Regions from separate parts of the Drosophila melanogaster genome. Here region 2 is linked to region 1. The links are chromatin contacts, called in public HiChIP or PLAC-seq maps. All regions are on one chromosome and are shown on one strand. Each heading gives the region's core, a stretch centred on a gene start, on an enhancer-like site or on the middle of the called end of the contact. The rest is flanking DNA. Distances are from core to core; before and after follow the strand shown.

Evidence for each region. HiChIP or PLAC-seq counts read pairs in DNA pulled down with a chosen protein or histone mark.
Region 2: an H3K27ac HiChIP or PLAC-seq map of the Kc167 cell line shows a contact between it and region 1, with 6 times the contacts expected there. The contact joins the promoter of bab2 here to the enhancer-like site in region 1. A contact is called at or near these places in 1 of 1 datasets of contacts at CTCF or cohesin (the Kc167 cell line), 46 of 107 Hi-C or Micro-C datasets (the Kc167 cell line, the ML-DmBG3-c2 cell line, the OSC cell line and 18 more) and 6 of 6 datasets of contacts at active chromatin or transcription factors (the Kc167 cell line and the S2 cell line).

Annotation. Positions count from the first base shown.
Region 1 is chr3L:1,080,813-1,084,676 of dm6, forward strand. The region is part of intron 1 of bab1 (bric a brac 1); the gene reads right to left. Among named protein-coding and RNA genes, the nearest start is that of bab1, 18 kb to the right of the region's middle. Within about 2 kb of position 2,474, at least 23 of the 39 cell types and tissues checked have an H3K27ac peak or open chromatin away from gene starts, as enhancers often do. A contact at or near this core is called in the Kc167 cell line, the OSC cell line, the S2 cell line and 8 more, where this site is marked.
Region 2 is chr3L:1,174,535-1,178,857 of dm6, forward strand. bab2 (bric a brac 2) reads right to left here and starts at 2,742. Exons shown (of 5, transcript NM_079155.3): 1 at 2,447-2,742; 2 at 1-73.

The DNA of each region.
Region 1 (3,864 bases), core at 1,224-3,723:
AGGGCTGCAAGGTGGGGAATGTGGGTGCAGGAGGTAGGTTCGTGTCGGAGGCTTTTACTACGCACCTTTTGCTAACGTGTTAATGAAACGCATTCCAGGGCCGTAAAACATGCAGCGCTCTTCCCGCTCAACTTTCCCGACTTAAAGGTGGTGCAGCGATGCAGAAGATCTCCAAACAAAACAAAAGACCCACAATGCACAGGCATTATTTTAGATAATAAACTTATATCGAGATATTTCATTAAAAACGACATTGAATAGTTCGATCGGAAGTAGCCCAGACTTAGTCCAAGATCAGCTCGTCCTATTTCGAATAAGACGTCTGCGAAGGCGGAAAGAATGTCCATTTCCCCGTTGGAAAATTCTATTATTGGCTTATACTCTTTGTCGTTCGTTGAGAGCAGGATATACAGGATGTATGCCATCCGCCGGCATATAATTTCATTAGTATTTTTCTAAACCTGACCAGCAAAGTGCGCTCTTTTTCGAGCCGTTCTTGACCGGGCTGAATCCATATTTTTTCTTGGCCTACACAGAATGTCAGTTATTGCCCCTCCATGCATCAATGTGTGGGTGTGTATCTGTGTGCCGAGCCGGAGTGCTGAACATTCCAGCAAGTTGCTACGAGGCAATGGCAAAAACGCGGCATAGAAATCGAATTAGATTTTTCCGATTGAATTTTCTACATTTTTAATTGCTTTCGACATTTCAACTTGTCGACGAGCCGGCAGAGCAACGAGCCCCGCCACCCCAAAATAACTAACCCCCCCATATCTAACAATTCCTGGCGAATCTATGACGTGGCCTGACATTTATGGGCTTTTAAGGCCTTGACGTTTGGGGGGCGGCGAATATGAAATGCAAGTAACTAAATCAAATATGTGCGCTCCGTCTAATTTGCTTTAGTTCAGTTGCATTTTTCCAGCTGCATATTCGATGGCAACTGTATTTGCTCGTAATAGTAAGGGAAAGTCAATTACAACGATAAAGTATTTACCATTAAAGGGGAAATTGGCGAAACCAAATGGGGGTTCTTTCTAAGAAAATTAATGGGCATTAAATTAGTGTAATATTTGCGAGACCTATCGTTGCAGAATCGGATTCGCATGTCTTCTGCTGCAAGTCCAGTTTTCATATTCATATGAATATTTCGATTTCGATTAGAGTGCATGCCTGTTTCCATTCGCCACCGTCTGACGGATCTGCTGGCGAATTATTCGCATTATTTCCCCATCTTTGCACCTTCTAGGAGCTGCACTCTTAATTTCCCATCAGCGTCGCGATGCCAACTTCAAACGCTGCCACAGCTCGTGGCACATCTAATTGATGACGAGGTGCAGCATCGCATCCCCTGCTCGTATCTAAATCGCTCTGTAGCTACGTACGCGTATCTGTATCTGTTTCTGGCGGGAATAAATCGAGTGCCAGATGAGTTGCGATGTATGCCAAAAAGGGTTTCCCGCGCATTAAAAATGTATTAAACGTAAAGTAAATAAATAATTGAATCGCACCGCGAGAAGGAAGTGCAGCTGGCGGAATCGAAAGATATTTATCTAAAAATAATAAAGATGCCGTGGCTGTCTGGCGGATTTGTGTGGCATAGGATAGGGCCTAGTAGGGCCACTCCCTAAGCCAGCTGCCTTAATTTGTAAATCATTTCGGAGGCGCACGGATCGGGCAGAGTTATTTTTTAATATCAAAATCAACTTATAAATACTTTTGGCTGTTGGCCGCGCGCTCTGCATCTTCCGCATTTGTTTGTAATTTACTTTAATGCTTTACTTAATTGCATCTAGATGCATTTTATAAATTACAACACATGGTCTTTGCTGCGCAATCCACAATCCACACACTAGATCCCATGGCCTCTGGAGTTGAACATCAAATTGACGCCGCCGCCGCCGCCGCCGAGCACTTATGATTTTTATTAAATTTTATGTTTTCTAATGACTCACTGGGAGGAAAGCAGCGGAGGGGCAGCAAATGAAGCGGATAAAGCTGACTTGGAAAAATTCAATTAAATATTACAACAATTTCTCTTGATGCCGCTGCCCCCATAACCCCGCCCCCTTTTCGGCTCTTCGATGTAGTTTTTATGGCCCGGCTCGTCTGCATTTCCCGACATTAATTACGCCAAATGTATCTCTGGCTGTGTAGCTCTAGCTGTATCTGTATCTGTATATCTTTGTATCGCTATATCTTTGCATCGCGCAACATGCTGCATAATATTAATTTTCGTTGTACATTATTTCTAAGAAAGCAGCGGAGGCAACGGCAACATCATATAATAATAACCATAATGAATCCAGATACAGATACATATACATATACATATACAGAAACAGAAATGAAGCAAATAAATGAGCAAAGAACAGGCTTTCCTTTCCGTCTATTGCTCTTTTTTCTTGAGTACGAGTTTGTTTTTCTTTCTCCGCGCTTTTGTGGGGGTCTTTTGTTATTTTCGTATCTTTCAGATACTTGTGCCGCAGCTCCTACAACAAAAACAATTAGCCTACTTTAGTTTGTTGTCTTACAAGTGGAAATAAAATTAAATAAGAAGCGCAGCACTTAGTTAAATGCAGCGAGGTATCTCCATTCGTACTTTCGTGAGCGAGCCAGCTGTTTAGAATCTTAGCGATGGTAAATTATTACGTTTCAACTATTATTTTGTTGAAAATATTTTGCAAAAGGGGAAATAATTATATATATAAATAATATACAATATGTATATATATATATATATCTGTCACGCGCTCATCTCTAATCAGCATTTGTTAAGTGTTTCCCGGGAGTATGGAATATGCAATACAATAACGACAACAACAGTTAGAGGCTCACGAATTTAATTACAGCGTTTTTAGTTTTTTGTTCTGTGTTCTGGTTTTGTTGCGTTCCTTGCGCCGCCTGTCATCGCGTATCTTTGTATCTGATGGGTGCGCATTTGCTTCTGCCGTTCGTCTGGAGTTGTTTTTAGTTATTATTGTTATTATTTCTCCGTTTCTACGAACGTGTTCCGTTCAGATATTGAAATTTATCGCCGCTATTTTGTTTGAAATAATTGTCTAGCGACTGGCTGACTTGCTGACTTGCACAGTTCGATAAATGTACTTCCACGAATATGTATCTGTATCTGTGTCTTTAGCTGTTTCTGTTTCTGTCCCCCGTATCTGTAAATGTATCTGTATCTGTATTCGTATCTGCTGAGTCGGCACAGCAACAGCGACATACATCCACGTACCGCTCTCGTATGTATTATTTTCTATATCTTTGGCCAGGCATCTTATTATAATTTTAATTACAAGCTGTTATGGGGCCATGTTAATTGCTTCCGTTTACGAAATTGTATCGCAGTTCGGCCCGAATGGATATGGATTGCGAATACGCCGACCAATTAGAGGCGATCGGGCATAGGGCTCCACCACCTGTGTCCACCTGCAATTAGCCCAAAAGCTAAGCTGTCAGCCAGTCTTCTCGGCCAGCTGATGAGATGCACTGTGCTTTCTCGGCCATTTGCTGCAGCTCACATAAAAATCAGCAACAAACTTGCTCTGGCCCCATAAAAGATTGCAAACAAAAACAGAACAACAGAATGGCATGGAATAAAATTTATATGAATAACAAAAAGCAGCTAAAGCAAGCAGCAACAACAATAGTTTACTGCCCCGGCTCAGCGGTACACTGTGCAAAACGTTGTACTCCTCCTCATAATAATATGAGTATATAGAGTATATAATATACTATATATCTCCATTGATAATTTCGATCATTTTCACCTTTTAACTAATTTATGCCCAATATAGTTGCATTTCTCTGAGTGTGCAGTAAGTGCCCCAGAATGCGAATGCATCTCGGGTTCATCGGCGG
Region 2 (4,323 bases), core at 1,492-3,991, 94 kb after region 1:
TGCAGGTTTTCTGCGGGATTTCTAACACATTTTCGGGGGCGAAACGAGAACTTTTCCTGGGAGCAGTTCAAAGCTGAAAGAGAGGAAAACTCACATGATTGTGCGAACGGGATTGACATATGTAACATACAATATATGGACAGCTAGTATGAAAGTCTTGTATACATTTAATTTGTTTCAATTAACTCGGAATAAGATATTTAACTGCCAATCAAAGAGAATGCTGGCTATAATATGGCTTTATCTTGTCTGCCACATTATTCCCCCTGCCAATCGAATATATTTTGGGATCTATAACGATAACGAACGTGGCAAGTGTTTTATTCACATCAAGCTGAATCAGCGGGCACATTTGTGCTCTTAGTCATAACTCTATTAAATAAGCCTATTAATCTTGCCCCATCTCCCTGCCAGTCGAAATTTCCATGAATTTCTATTAATTTATGTTTAGTATTTGCCAGCCACCAGCCGAACAATCGCCACCCACCACCCACCACCCAACCCCACCCACTGTAACGCCCAGGCCAGAAATGTGCTTTATTAGCTAAAAGCTAAGCACACATTTATTTATGTTTAATTTGGCTTAATTTATATTACTGAGCTGCAATTATTCGTAGTCTCCGCCGCTCATTGTTGTATTTATACGCACATATCTATATACATACATATATATATTGTATATATGCATATACATATATATTTATATATGGATGCGTATATAGCGGCTTTGTAAGTGTGTGCGCGCGATTATTGCTTATTTTGTATTGTTGTCTCTGGATACACTTGCATGCGCACAGCGCCCGTCTATAGATTTATATTTAATTAAATATTATTATTTATGGCAGAGCTCGGAGAGAGTGGGCCCAAAGTAATTATATTTATTTAAATATTTTGTATAATTTTAATTTATGTGTGTTTGTGCAGCACACTTGGGCTCGGTTCGCTTGGGTCGTTTTTGTCGGGGTGGAAAGTTGCTGCCGCCATGAAATTTAATTATATTTATTATTATTGTTATTATAATACTTCTTCTTGCTACTTTTTATGTTTATTATTATTTCATTCCAATTAAATCTTGCGGCCGCAGCTCCTCGGCGCCGTCCACAGTTATTATTTTTGTTTATTTTATTGTTGTTCTGGATCCGGATACGAATCCATGGACTCATCGTCGAGGGAGCTGAAGAGCTGAACAGCTGGAGAATTGAGGAGCTGATGAGCTACCCCGAATCCTCAGAGTTTCCCGAACTGTGGGCTGCGGAGGAAAATCGGTCCTACTCCTCTTCCTACTCCTGCTGCTCTTGGCAACTTTTGGTTTATTGTTATGGCCGCGCTCCGCCTTTTGTTATTCCCCTTATTTATTCATGTTTGTTGCTTTTATCGTGGCTGCTCGCATTAAATTTGATGATTCTTGGGAAAAACTCGGCCTCAAATAAATAAATAAGTAAATTGCCAAATGCAGAAGATTCGCACATCTCCAAAGTCGACACATCAAAGCTGATTTTATGATTATTCAAGATTTTCATTTATTTATTACCAAAGCCTGGCCTTAAATAAATTCAAAATTATGTTTTAGAATGAGTTTCAGTTTTTCGTGAATGTGGAAGCAAAAAACTAATTTTTTCCTTCATATACAATTATAACTGCTGACAAGTATCTGACTCGAAATCCTAAATACTTCAAACTCCCTGATTTCTTGCCTTTCCACACTCTTCTTTCCTGCTTCCTCGTAATATATTATTTTCGTTTAATTATTTATAGCAAGCGCAGCTGTTGGCAGCCAAAAAAATAAAACAGCAGGCAAGCTGGGCACTTTATTTATTTATTATTTCTGTATTTATTTATTTAATTCAGTCTCGAGGTTTTGTATCCTTAAAGTGGGCCCGCCCGCACACAAAAACGAACACAAATACACGTTGAGAAACGGGGGGGCGGTGTGCGGGCGCTCGGACACATTTATATATTGCATATTGTATTTATTTATTAACGCTTATTTATTATTTATGCAGCAAGTAATAAATTACAGTCTGGATTTTCTCGTGTTTCGCTCGGCTTTCGCTGTGTGCAAAATGTTTACAAACTGTTTTTGGCGCGTGCCACCCACTCGGAAAAGCGGGAGCTGTGGAAAGGCAGGAGCTGTAGGAAAAGTTGCTCCTTCGAGTGGGTTTTCTTCTTAATTTTCCTGGGCGCCCAAAAACGACCAAGCAACATTGCTTTTTACGACCTTTTCGCTGGGTGGCTTGTGTTATAAATTAATAAATTACAATTTCTTTGGTAGCGCCAAGGAAAATGCGCGGAAAATGTGCGAGGGGGTCTGGCGGGGATGGCATTTCCACTGGATAACTTATGTAGAATAGTACATGGTCGAGGTATAAAATCGATTTTCATTGCAGCCCAGTCATTTGTCATAAATAAAGCACCATAATTAATATAATAATCAACGCACACATACATTTTTCGTCTGGTATTCACTCGATGGGTTCACTTTTAGTTCACTTTCTTGTTTTATTAAATATTAACAGAATACTTGTGTTTATGTTCTGTTTGTTTTGTTCACTGCATGCAACACATGCTGTTCTGCTTGTCGTTGTTGCACGTCACTTGTTGTTGCTTTTGCTTTGCTGTCTTTGCTGCCGCTTCTGTCGTTGTTGTTGTTGTTGTGGGTATTATTGTTGTTGTTGCTGGCTTTCAGTGGCCGTAAAAACAAACGCTGCACTCCACTCACGCCGAAAGTCAGATACGAACTGAATCTCACAGATAAACGAACTGAATTTCAAAAAATTGAATGAAACTCGACGCCGCGCTGCCGACGTCAGCTGCGCTGCCCGCTCTCTCGCGGCGAATGAGAGCGCCGGCGTGGTGTTTTCCGGTTTTTGCGGCGAATTGGGAAATCGACAGAGCGGCGGTTTAAGAGCGAAAGTAAGTGTGCTCTTTGCTTTCTTTGTTTTGAATTTTCAGAGATCTTGCTTGAAAAAAAATTGAAAATTTCGAAATTTTTAGAAATGTTAGAAATTATAATTAAAATGAAATCGTGATTGTATAAGAGGAGAACATATTTTATTAATCTGGAATGCAATTGTTTTGTTATTTTTTTATACATTTTAGTACAGATTAATAGTTTTTTATTCGAATCATATTTCTCATCATAAAAAACATACATTTCACTACGATTTTTATATAATTGTCTAAGACCCAACGTTTCTTTTTTTTTTCGTTGTCACATAAATTTGCGAAAGTAGTTTTTACTATATCAACATACTTCATTTACAATTAAAAACGAATCATATTTATTATAATTAGTTTGAATACTTATTGAAATAAGTTCTCTTATTTATATAAATGCCATGCTTACCAATAAATCGCAAAAATCTTAACAAATCGCCAAAGCAGCATGCTAAGGTCGCGAAAAAATTGCAGCCTACACCTGCAACTTGAAGAGAATAGCAACAGCAACTTGCAACCTAGCTGCAGCAGCAACAACAACAGCAACAGCAGGGGCAAGAAAGAGAAACTGGCCAATGTCCAGTAAGAAAGTGTTTCAAAATAGTTGCCAACCCTCTTTCTTCTTCTTCTGCATCATCCTTAACCTCCTTGTTGTTGCTTTTGCTGCTTAGGCACAGAAACTATGGCAAAAAAGAGCAGAGAAAAAGTGGCGACAGCAACACACTCACAACTTGGCCACGCCCCTAAAAGTGCCGTAAGAGGGCGCGAGTGCGAGTGGGACAGCAAGCTGCTTGCTCCTACACACGCACACACAAGCCAGCATGAAGAAGGGGAGCAGAGCAACAACAAAAAAACGGCTGAAAGACGAGCGAAAACAAACGAAAAGCTTCGGCTGCACTCTCTTCTCTGCTTCCTCTTCCCCATGCTGCCCCGCGAAAACGAAAACTTGGAGGTGGCAACCGAAAAGAGCAAAAAAGAAAAGAGTACGAGGAAAAGCTGAAAGAAAAGGAGGCAAAGACGCAGCAAGTGCAGCTAGTGACGTCACGCGGTAGGCGGCGCCTATGGAAACGCATTTTTAATAGGAGTTGTTGTTGCTGCTATTGCAGCATCTATAGGCCGTTGTTATTGTTTTTTGCGCAGCCAATAACAACAACTAAAATAAATCCCCCTTTGTTTTGCGTTTGCCTGTGTGTGCGTGTGCCCGTGTGCGCTGTATTTGTGTGTGCTATTTTGTATATTTTGCATATTTTATTCCATTTGCCCTCTCTCTTTTTGACCTTTTTGGCATTCGGGCGCCTCCACGAGCCTCTGCGAACTTCGTGCTCGACGCCGATTGGCCCGACCACTCGAAATATATCTATATATATATATATAAATATATACGTG